Regions from separate parts of the Sus scrofa genome. Here regions 1 and 2 are each linked to region 3. The links are chromatin contacts, called in public Hi-C and HiChIP or PLAC-seq maps. All regions are on one chromosome and are shown on one strand. Each heading gives the region's core, a stretch centred on a gene start, on an enhancer-like site or on the middle of the called end of the contact. The rest is flanking DNA. Distances are from core to core; before and after follow the strand shown. Region 1 holds the start of ZBTB5 (zinc finger and BTB domain-containing protein 5). Region 2 holds the start of POLR1E (DNA-directed RNA polymerase I subunit RPA49). Region 3 holds the start of NCBP1 (nuclear cap-binding protein subunit 1).

The links. A called contact is a pair of places that touch in the nucleus more often than the background predicts. HiChIP or PLAC-seq counts read pairs in DNA pulled down with a chosen protein or histone mark.
Region 1: a Hi-C map of heart right ventricle shows a contact between it and region 3, with 3 times the contacts expected there. The contact joins the promoter of ZBTB5 here to the promoter of NCBP1 in region 3. A contact is called at or near these places in 1 of 47 Hi-C or Micro-C datasets (heart right ventricle) and 1 of 2 datasets of contacts at active chromatin or transcription factors (skeletal muscle).
Region 2: a contact with region 3 is called in an H3K27ac HiChIP or PLAC-seq map of alveolar macrophages. The contact joins the promoter of POLR1E here to the promoter of NCBP1 in region 3. A contact is called at or near these places in 1 of 5 promoter capture datasets (liver) and 1 of 2 datasets of contacts at active chromatin or transcription factors (alveolar macrophages).

Annotation. Positions count from the first base shown.
Region 1 is chr1:238,176,123-238,179,303 of Sscrofa11.1, forward strand. It overlaps ZBTB5 (zinc finger and BTB domain-containing protein 5), which reads right to left and starts at 1,355. Exons shown (of 2, transcript XM_021066137.1): 1 at 1,112-1,355.
Region 2 is chr1:238,196,264-238,199,513 of Sscrofa11.1, forward strand. It overlaps POLR1E (DNA-directed RNA polymerase I subunit RPA49), which reads left to right and starts at 1,396. Exons shown (of 12, transcript XM_021066147.1): 1 at 1,396-1,560; 2 at 2,423-2,526. The coding sequence starts at 1,485.
Region 3 is chr1:239,491,168-239,494,775 of Sscrofa11.1, forward strand. NCBP1 (nuclear cap-binding protein subunit 1) reads left to right here and starts at 1,410. Exons shown (of 24, transcript XR_002336867.1): 1 at 1,410-1,882. TSTD2 (thiosulfate sulfurtransferase/rhodanese-like domain-containing protein 2) reads right to left here and starts at 1,716. Exons shown (of 10, transcript XM_005660262.3): 1 at 1,352-1,716.

The DNA.
Region 1 (3,181 bases), core at 105-2,604, 1.3 Mb before region 3:
AGCCCACCTTTTCAAAATTATCTAAGGCACAACAGCCTATATAACGACAACAAATCATCATTGATGAGTAAGGCACAGCATTCTCTTCAACCTCTAAAGAAAAGATCCCAATGTATGTCATATCTTCTACCTACTAAAACAGAGAAGCATAGAAACACATTTTGGAAATATTTTTGCTTCAATTCCTGAAGGTGAAAGGTTTCTTACTTCCACTAATTAAAATTAACCCCAGAACCCAAGTATACCACTTAGCAATGAAGCTTTTACTGCGCCTTTATGTAAAAATTTTTTGCCAAGTTAAATATTCAGGATTTGTGTCCTATTCAGAAATTAGCTTCCACAGTATCGTCCACAAGGCCAGAATACAGACTGACTTAATAGCAAATGACCTTTTTGGAAGGAAAAAAACTAACCTTCAACTCCCCTTAGTTCACTGCCTAACATGCATAAACCTGTATGTCCTCCAAACAAGGGAGGAGGGGGACAGACTGTTCTTACCACTGCATCCCCTACACCTCCTAGCACGAAGCCTGGAAGCAGTGGGTTTTCAATAAATGCCTATAAACACTTTAGTCCTTTTAGTTGCGGCATTCCAAAACACTGGCTCCGCCCCTCCTGGTTCAGCCGCCGGTTCCCGATTCCAGCTCGCCTTGGCCTTGCTCTGGTGAAACGAAACCTCGTCGCTCAATGAGACCCAGGACAGGGGCAAGGAAGCCACCCGACCCCATTCCGCAGATTCTCTATTCACCCTGCCAGGGTGCTGGTCTTTCCCACGCGATCCCAGGAACCAACGTAGCCCGCCCGCAGATCAGAGGGGGCAAGAGCCCCCGCCCCACTCGGCGGACAGACAGCCTGGCGTCGGGACGCGGGGGACGCCTGCGCAGAACACGCCTCCCACCCGCCTTGGCCCCTCCGCTCTGAGGGTAACAATAACCCTCAGGAAAGACAGGCAGGGCAGACGCGGGGGGGCACCGGTACGCTTCGGCGCGCGCCCAGACACCTAGACAAGACCCTGATCGCGCCGCCCACCCAGCTCCCCCAGAGCTCAACTGTCTCCACGTGAGCGCGCCAGCGCGCGCCACCACCGCTCCCGCTGACAGAGTCGCCTCACCTGAGCCGGGCTCCGCCCCCCTTCTCGCTGGAGGAGGCGGTGACCCTTCTTCGATCCGACCCGACAGTGTGGCAGAAGACCGGAACGTCCAGGCTGGCTCCTCGGTGATGGGATTTCCTCCCTCTTCCGTCCACCCCGCCTCTTGTTGCCCAGCTCCTTCAACCCCTTCGCCGCGGCACTCTTGAGAACACCGCGGCGGCTGCACACAGTAAACGGAAGTGACGCAACGCGAGATCGCCTACTCCGCGGCATTTCTCGTCCCCTCCGGCAGGGGTGCAACCAATCAGAAGGGGAGAGGGCGGGGCCGGGACAGAAGTGCAGCCAGCCGGCGCGCGGTATCTGGAGGAATTTACTCGGCCCCCGGAACACTGACCAATCCGCGGTCCCAGGAGCCTCGCTGTGTTTACTACCGACAGAATCCGTGAGCTCTGTGACCAATCACCGTTTGCCTTACAACACATAAAACTGTTATCAAACGCCTTTGAAGGCGGGATTTATCACTAAGCGGTTCTAGATTTAGACTGTAGAAAAGCGACTGAGTGTGGAGGCCAATCCAGGCCCATTGTGGGTGAGACCAGCTGGTTTTCCTAATTCCACCAATCACAACCACGACTGCCTTTGGTCTGAGCCAGGGGTAAGGCGAGCCCGCGAGGTAGTGTGTGTCCCACCACTGGCTGGACTTGAAGGATTTCCCTACCTTCTCGGCGCCCGGCACTTCGGTGACCACCGGCTCCCTATGGGATGCGAATTTCCTTCGTGGGACCCACTCACGCACGGTGTCCGAGGTTGAGTTCCCATCTCGTAGACTTTGGAAGGAATAAAATATAATTTCAGGAAGCTATATAGGTTGAATTAAGACAAAATCCAAGCTAAAGATGTTGAACCAAAAATTCTGTTCATCTCACAGAAGTTGGGTCCGACGCAGCCCTACGTCCAATCTAGGTGCCAGCGTCTCGAAGCGCTGGTGCCTCCCGGCTCCCCACTGGCACTTTGCTCTGCATTACCTGCCGCAGGTCAAATAAGCCTGCAGTCTCCAGAACCAAACCTCTAAAGAACAGCATTGGGAATGTGGAAGGGTGGCGGACTTCGAAGTGACGCTCTCAGAAAAGAGTAAGCTCCGGGTGGCTTCCAGACCTCCAGGTGCACGCTCGGATGGAGAGGCCAAGCTCTGAGGGACACTGGCTGGAGGGCTTCCGAGGGCACCGGGCCCTGGGGCAGAAAGAAGCTCTCTTTCCCTGGGTGAAGAGGAGGCAAGGAAGCCTGGGAGGGGCCTTCCCCGACGGGAAGTGTAAGGGGCATGGCGCGACTCCAGAGTTTAAGGCAGGCTGGGAACGCAGCTTGATTCTTGGGGCGGCGGGGCGGGGGTGGAGGGAAGACAGACTATTTTTAAAAGGGAACACCCCACTTCAGAATGTGACACTCAAGTTATCTTTGCAGCTGATCTGTCCCTTCACTGTACAGGTTGGAAATGTTGCCCTCGAGGTTTTTTTCTTTAAGGCTTCAATGAGGTCTGATGGTAAATTATTGTTCATTAAGATTCCCTGACATTTTGTAGCCCTTACACGTATTTTATTGCCAGACTGGGTGATTGAGAAAAAAAACGGAATGCTGACAGTAAGCCAGGTAATGTGAGAAGTCTCTTCACCTATGTGACCCTTAGAAACATATGTGAGCTAAAATGTTATCTCAGATTTACAGACTGGCAAAAATTAAAAAGATTTGTATGTTCAGCACTTAGGAACGTGTTTGAAAAAGTCCCATCCTATATTGTAGTTTAGGAGTGTCATTGCTGCCCTCTGAAGATCACTTAGTATCTTCAAATTTTAAATTAGGCATTCATGGAGTTTCCTGGTGGCTCAGCAGGTTAAGGATCCAGCTTAGTCACTGCTGTAGTTGGGGTTCCACCCTGCCTCTGGCAGTGACAAAACAAAACAAAATTTCATTCCCTTCTAGCTGGCAATTCATTTCTGGAAATTCTACTTAAATAAACAAATGTGGTAAAATATATAGGGGAATGTTGATCACAGCTTTGTTAGTGGAAGAAAAAAAAGAAACAATGCGAATGTGCAT
Region 2 (3,250 bases), core at 146-2,645, 1.3 Mb before region 3:
CCTGATTTTTATGGCTGTAGTGTAGCCATTTAGGGATCGTTTTTGTCTGTAGGAAATACTATACATGGTCTTCAGGTGTGATGGGGCATCAGGTTGATAACTTACTCTAAAAAGTTCAGGGCCAGAAAATTTCTTTGCACTGTACTTGCAATTTTTCTGTAAGTTGAGATTTGGTAATTAGAAAAGACTTGCTCAGAAAAAGGAGAGCTCAGGTGTTATCTTTTTTTTTTTTTTTTTTTTGTCTTTTTGCCGTTTCTTGGGCCGCTCCAGTGGCATATGAAGGTTCCCAGGCTAGGGGTCTAATCGGAGTTGTAGCCACCGGCCTACGCCAGAGCCACAGCAACGCGGGATCCGAGCCGCGTCTGCAACCTACATCACAGCTCACGGCAACGCCGGATCCTTAACCCACTGAGCAAGGGCAGGGACGGAACCCGCAACCTCATGGTTCCTAGTCGGATTCGTTAACCACTGCGCCACGAAGGGAACTCCCAGGTGTTAATGTTTTTTAGATCATCTTGGAAGTACGTGCAGGGGGAGGGGAAGTCTCAAAAGAAGGCAATTTGGAAAACACAGATGAGTCAACCTGGTTCTTTCCCTTCAACAGTACCCTCCTTTGACTGAGAAAAACGGGTCCTAGCCTGGGCCCATGCTGAAAGATCTGCTTTAATCCTCCTTTTTGCCTAATAACTCCCCATGCGGTAGGGAGGGTTGAATCCGCGGGGACAAAGGACCATGCCTTCTGGTTCCCCCTTCTTGTCCACCCCAGAAGCTTTGAGTCTGCTGGGCCTCTCCCACTGGTCCATACTCTCAGAGTTGATTGAACCACAGGTGGTACTGTGCCAAGGTCCGAGAAGATGAGGTCATGTTACTGTTTACAGGATTGTGGATCACGTTTGGGCTTAAGGATTGATATCCAGGTGTGTGGATGGAGGTCCTGGAAAGCGGCCGGTCTCCGCCAGTCGCCACATTTAGTTAGCGTGCAAGGATTGCCTATCGAAAAATTCTAAATTTGAACTTGGACTTTCAGGCGTCAGTAAGACTTATTTGCCTCGGTGGTAGAGATAGACCATACCCTACCTAGACTCAGCCGCGAAGAAACCCGTCTATGCGCTAAAGCAAGACCTGAAGGTAGTGTGCTCCCTAGCGGCACACGACCTGTAAAGAGCAGGCCGAGTGCTGGGCCAATCACGTGTTGCGCCTTGCTGCGGAGGAAGGAGCGGGGCATAGGGAGCGCAGAGACCCCGCCTCTCCACGCGGAGGGGCGGGCGAAGAGTGAGAGGGGATGGCCCGCCTCAGAGCTCAGCGAGACAGCGCTTAGGGGCCGGGCCTGATGGGGGCGGAGCCACGCATCTCTGCGTGCGCAGGGCGGTGCCCGGAGAGGCCACGCCTCTTCCGCCCTGCCTTTTTTTTTTTTTTTTTTCCACCCGCGTGTACCTAGCGGACGCAGTTGTCTTAACTCCTGTGCTTGGCGGTAGAAGGGCGAGATGGCGGCGGAGGTGTTGCCGAGTGCAAGGTGGCTGTACTGTGGAGACCCCGAAGAGAGCCAGAGAGCTTTACTGGGTAAGGACTGCGGAGCCGGAGCAGAGCTCCCTGTAACTTCCTCCCTTTCTGTCTCGGTATCTACAGCCCTCGTCTTCCCTTACTGGTCCGTCCCCCTTCTCAGCTGGGCCAGATCCCTTCCAGGCTCTACTGCTACTTAGGGCTCGGCCAGGGTTCCTCTGTCATCTCACCGCGTTTCTGTCACCACCTTCCCGCTGAATGAGGCCTTACCAGTTACCCCTTCCCAGTACTCTAGACCCGGTCATCTCCTCACCCATCAAGTCTCAAACCTGCTCCATTTACTTTCCTCCATTGGGCAGAATTTTTCTTTATCTTTTTAGGTCTGGTCCAGGCCTCGTCAGTTAGTCCCATTTCCCCTAGTTATTCCCTCCCGTCGAAGCCCCTCTCTCCTCAGGCCTCCCCTTACCTTCCCATCCCCTCCCCATCCTCTTCCCACCTGGATCCGGATCTCCTTAAGCCCTCCTTTGGGGAGTTCCCATCATGGCTCAGTGGTTAACGAATCCGACTAGGAACCATGAGGTTGCGGGTTTGATTCCTGGCCTTGCTCATTGGGTTAAGGATCCGGCGTTGACGTGAGCTGTGGTGGTGGTCGGATCCCGCATTGCTGTGGTTCTGGCGTAGGCCGGTGGCTACTGCTCTGATTAGACCCCTAGCCTGGAAACCTCCATATGCCGCGAATTTGGCCCCAGAAAAGACAAAAAACAAACAAAAAACAAAAAAAAACCTCCTTTGGGCCAGGACCTGGGCCTCTTTGCCATCCCCATTCCTTCAGTCACTCCCTCTCATTGACTGTCTGTTTCCTCTGCATCATACTCTCTTGGTCCTTCTGCTCTCATGTCATTCCTGGGCTACAATCTTACAGTCCAGTTCTCCAATGGGAAGCTGCAGAATCCAGGCAACATGCGCTTCACCTTGTACAAGAGCAATGATTCCACAAACCCCAGGAAGAGGAGTCAGCGGATCCTGGTAAGTGCTGCAGTAGCTTGTTTTCTCCACTCTGCAGGCTTCAGGAGGCCCCTTGGGTGTGGAAGGGAGTGAGAGGAGAAAAGCAGGGGATAGCAGATTAGCCTTAAAGAACTTTGAGCCCCAGCAGGCTGGTGTGTGGGAGCAGGCTCCATTCAGTTTCACACTTATGGTGAAATGATAGCCCTTTATTCATTTGTTCATTCAGCAACCATCTATTGAACCCCCACTGTGGCTCTGGGCCGTAAGCAGCTAGGGAGACAACTAAGTCAGACATGGCCCCACCCGGAGGGAGCTCATAATCTAGAGCAGCATTTCTCAATCTCAGCACGACTGACCTTCTGACCCAGATAATTCTTTGTTGTGGGGACTGTTCTGCACATCCCTGGTGTTTAGCAGCTTCCCTGGTCTCTACCCAAATATACCTAGCACCTCCTCGTTGTGACAATAGCATGTCAGACATTCCCAGATGTCCCCATAGGGGTATTTCCCTGGGTTGAGAACCACTGATCTAGAGAAGTGAGAACTGGATGTAGGGGACACTTACACATAAGGAGACAAAGTTCAGGATTCCAGGGAGGGAGGGTACAGAGCAGGGCAAAGTGCGCTCTGCTTGCCAGAATGCCTTCTTGTGGCAGGATGCATTGGAGCCCTGAAGGATGGAGGAAGGTTTGACAGCTGAGGCTAATATTCCAAGTGAAGAGGACACCAAGGACAAACATGGGGA
Region 3 (3,608 bases), core at 160-2,659:
CAGAGTATTGAAAATCCTGTCAATTCTGCTTTTGAAATATAATCACATCAGATGACACTGCACTACCTTCCCTACCAACCCCACTTAAGCAACCATTATTTCTTGCATGAATTATTGCAATTGCCTAACTGCCCTTCTCCCGTAAGAGCAAGAGGGGTGACTTTAAAAATAAGTCAGATCTCTCCCTCCAAAGGCTTTTAAAGGCATCAGATAAAGTCCAAGGTTCTTATAAAGCCTTTCCCACCACACCCTAATCGCATCTTTTTCTATTTTTGCCCACCACCTCTGACTGCAGTTTGCTGGATTCCTCAACCGGTCATCAGCACTGAGAAAGCAGGGGTTTTCCTTCGTTCACCTCAGCCTCCTCAATGTCTAGAACACTGCCTGGCACATAATAAATACAATATTTGTGGTATGGAGTAAAAGGTTGGGTGGCCAGGGAAGGATTCCTAAGGGGGCTGATGCTTGAGCTGGGACTGAAATGCCAAGGAGCCATCCATGCATACTTAAGGGTAGAAATCTTCAGGCAAAGGAATATAAATGCCTAAAGGGTGAACAAGCTTGCCTTACTGGAGGTACAGGAAGAAAGTAAGAATTGTTGGAGCATAGTGATAAAAGAGTAGGACCCTGTAGGTCAGGTTACTTTACATCGCAAAGTCATGAGAGAGTAGTAAAAAAGGAGTAACTGATTCCAGATCGGTTTTGAAAGTAGAGCTGATAAGGTTTACTGATAGTTCATTAGGTAGTAAGTAAGGAGCCAAGAATGACTCCTACCTACATTTTTGGATTAAGCAATCGGATGGATGCGTAAAAGTGAAGGAGCAATAGGTTAGGCTAGGTTAGGCTAGGAGAATGAAAGGTTCATTTCACGCGTGTGAAATTTCAAATGGCCATCGACAAAGCAGATAAGCAGCCGTGGTGTTCACCACAGAGGTCAGGGCGGAGAATATTCACATACACATAATGGAAGTATCCAATAACCACTGGAAACATTACTAAAGCGATCAACAACTCAGAGGGGCGAGAGGTCAGACGACGGTCAGAAGCTAACCGCAGAGCAGCAAGCTCAAGCTAGGCAGGGTCTTTCGGTCCCCAGAGCTGCTCGAGCGGCGCCGCTTCCCGCTTGGGCCCCACCCCGCGCGCCGGGCCTGGCCCAATCTCTCCTCCCAGCTTTCCCGAGTCGGCAGAGGCCCGGAAGTGGGAGAAAGATGAGCACGTACCCGCCAGTCCAGATCCTTTCTTAGATCTTTCTTCACCAAACCGTCTCCGCCTAGCAATTGTCACCTCTCACCACCCTTGCACCTCCAGCCCCCGCCCCTGTTTACGTAGGAAGGAACGCCGGGGACCTCACCTCGCCCCGGAAGTCTAGGCCGTTAGCGAAAGGGCCGCCGGGAAAACCACTGAGAGGCCCGGGGGGGAGTCTGAAGTGGAGGGAGTCTGAACTAGAGCGTCCCTCCTAGACCACCCCCGCCAAGGCGTGGCTCGCGGCCTGCGGGCTCCGGCCGCCTGGGGAGGCGGTGCTCTCCGCGTGGCCCCGGAAGGACTTCCCGCGGAGGCGGGCGAAGGAAGCAGCGGAGAGGCGGAGGCAGCCCGAGGGGGCGGTTGCGTGCGGACGAGGCGGCAGTGGCTTGGTGAGGTTCCAGACGCCGGCTCTCCGGGATCCGAGCCCGCCGAGCCCACCCGGCCACTTCTCCCCCTTGCGCTTCCGGGAGCCGTCGCGAGCGAGTGCGCCTGCGCGCGGGCCACTTCGTGAGCCTCGCCGCTGTCCTCGCGCCGGCCGGCTGCCCGACGGTTCCTGCCGCTCTTCCCGCCCGGCGTCTAGGCTCCGCCGCATACACAACGTGCGGCATGTCACGGCGGCGGCACAGCGACGAGAACGATGGTGAGTGCTCTGGGCCTGGCCGCCGAAGCCGCGCCCAGGTGGGGCCGAGGTTTGGCTTCTTCGGTCTTCAGGTCCTGAGCGAAGGGACGGGAAGCCCTTCCCCCAGGAACTTGCGGGGAGATGGGTGGCACAGCGGGAGTGTGGCTGGGCGACTGCTGGAAAGCTCGTGCTATCCCCCACCGCACCTCTTGAGTCGTCGGCGGAGGGGAGGCCTGGTGCACCCCTGGTCTCTAAGCACTCTTTAAGATAAGGTCCTTGGTACCGCCGAGCAGGGAAGTATATTTGTGTCTGTGCCGCTTCCCCTTAGAGACGGTGACCAGGACTCACTTGTCCCAGTGTCTCGTTTTGACCCTCAAACATCATGTATTAATGGCTCTCGGAAGGTGAGAGATCTGATGAATTGCAATCCCAGCTCTCCTGTGCGGGTCATCCGGGGTTTTGCCTTCTTTCAAACCACTGGGGAAGAAAAATCAGCTTCTTATCCGCACGCGAGAAGTCTTTAATAAATAGATATACGTAGGTCGTTATGTTAGATCTTGAATTGGTTGTAAGCTTATTTCTCTCGTTTAAGAAAAGAATGCCAGAAGACTCACTAGAGAGCTCGTAGAGGTTAGATCGGGGTTCCCATTTGGATATTTGCACTCATGGGGATCCTGGAATTGCCGTCATAGAAACCAGGAATAATTTAGCTAGTTAAAAATAGGAAACGATGCTTACATTAAAAAAACAACAGTCAAGAATACACATCTAGAAAAGCAAAAAGAAACTAAAAATAATTTAGTTATTAATACTTGAAAATAGTGTTGTAAAGTGGTTAAGAGGCCAGACTTTGGAGACAGAGGGTTTAAGTTCAAAGTTAGACCTTGCCATTTATTTTGTGATCTTGCCCAGATTATATCACCTCTTTAAACCTTAGTCTGTAGTATTGGATTAATGATACATGCCTGTTCTTGGTTTTGTGAGGATTAACATATGTAACTAATTGCTCATGATGATATGTATTTTATCATCTGTTAATGCTTAAGAATTGATAAGCATTGGCAGATGTCAACGATGTAGGAAAAAAATACGGATCAAAAAGTTGGATTTAATTAATTTTCTCCACTTATATTTTTCTCTCCTTGAATGTTGGGGCACTCGAGGGTAGGAACCAAATCCCACCTACTTAATTTTAACAATGAAATATCAGTTTTCTGCTAGGACATGGCTTGAGAGGATAGTCTAGTCCAGTCTTGTCACCTGACACCTAAGGGTCTAGATTTAGTATAATTAATGGAGATGGCTGTGCCCAGACACAGGTGAAAGCAAATCCAAGGTTCTTTTTGCTACACATGTATAGTAGGCTGCATGCTTTGATTTTTTTTTTTTTAATCACAGGAGGCTTCTTGTATAATGTACATACAGAGCACAGAAAATAGTCTTCATGTGCTTTGCATTTGATTAATTAAAAACCTAAATCTCCTAGAAGTCATCACTTGGTATTTGGAGAACTTGAGTCTAAATTTAAAGTTGTTCCCATTTTCTTTGCTCTTCTTGTGCTTTTTTTTCTCTTCTCCCTTCTAGGGCATTCCTAAAAGGAGAGGGAGTGTTTCCAAAGGACAGCCTGGAGAATTCGATGTGAATATGTAGTTTGGTTATTGGGATGCTAGCATAACTTTCTTAGGAGTTAGCTTCTGGCAGCTAAAGCACTGTCCATTTGGGTCTTGCTGCAGGAACCTCAGAATAA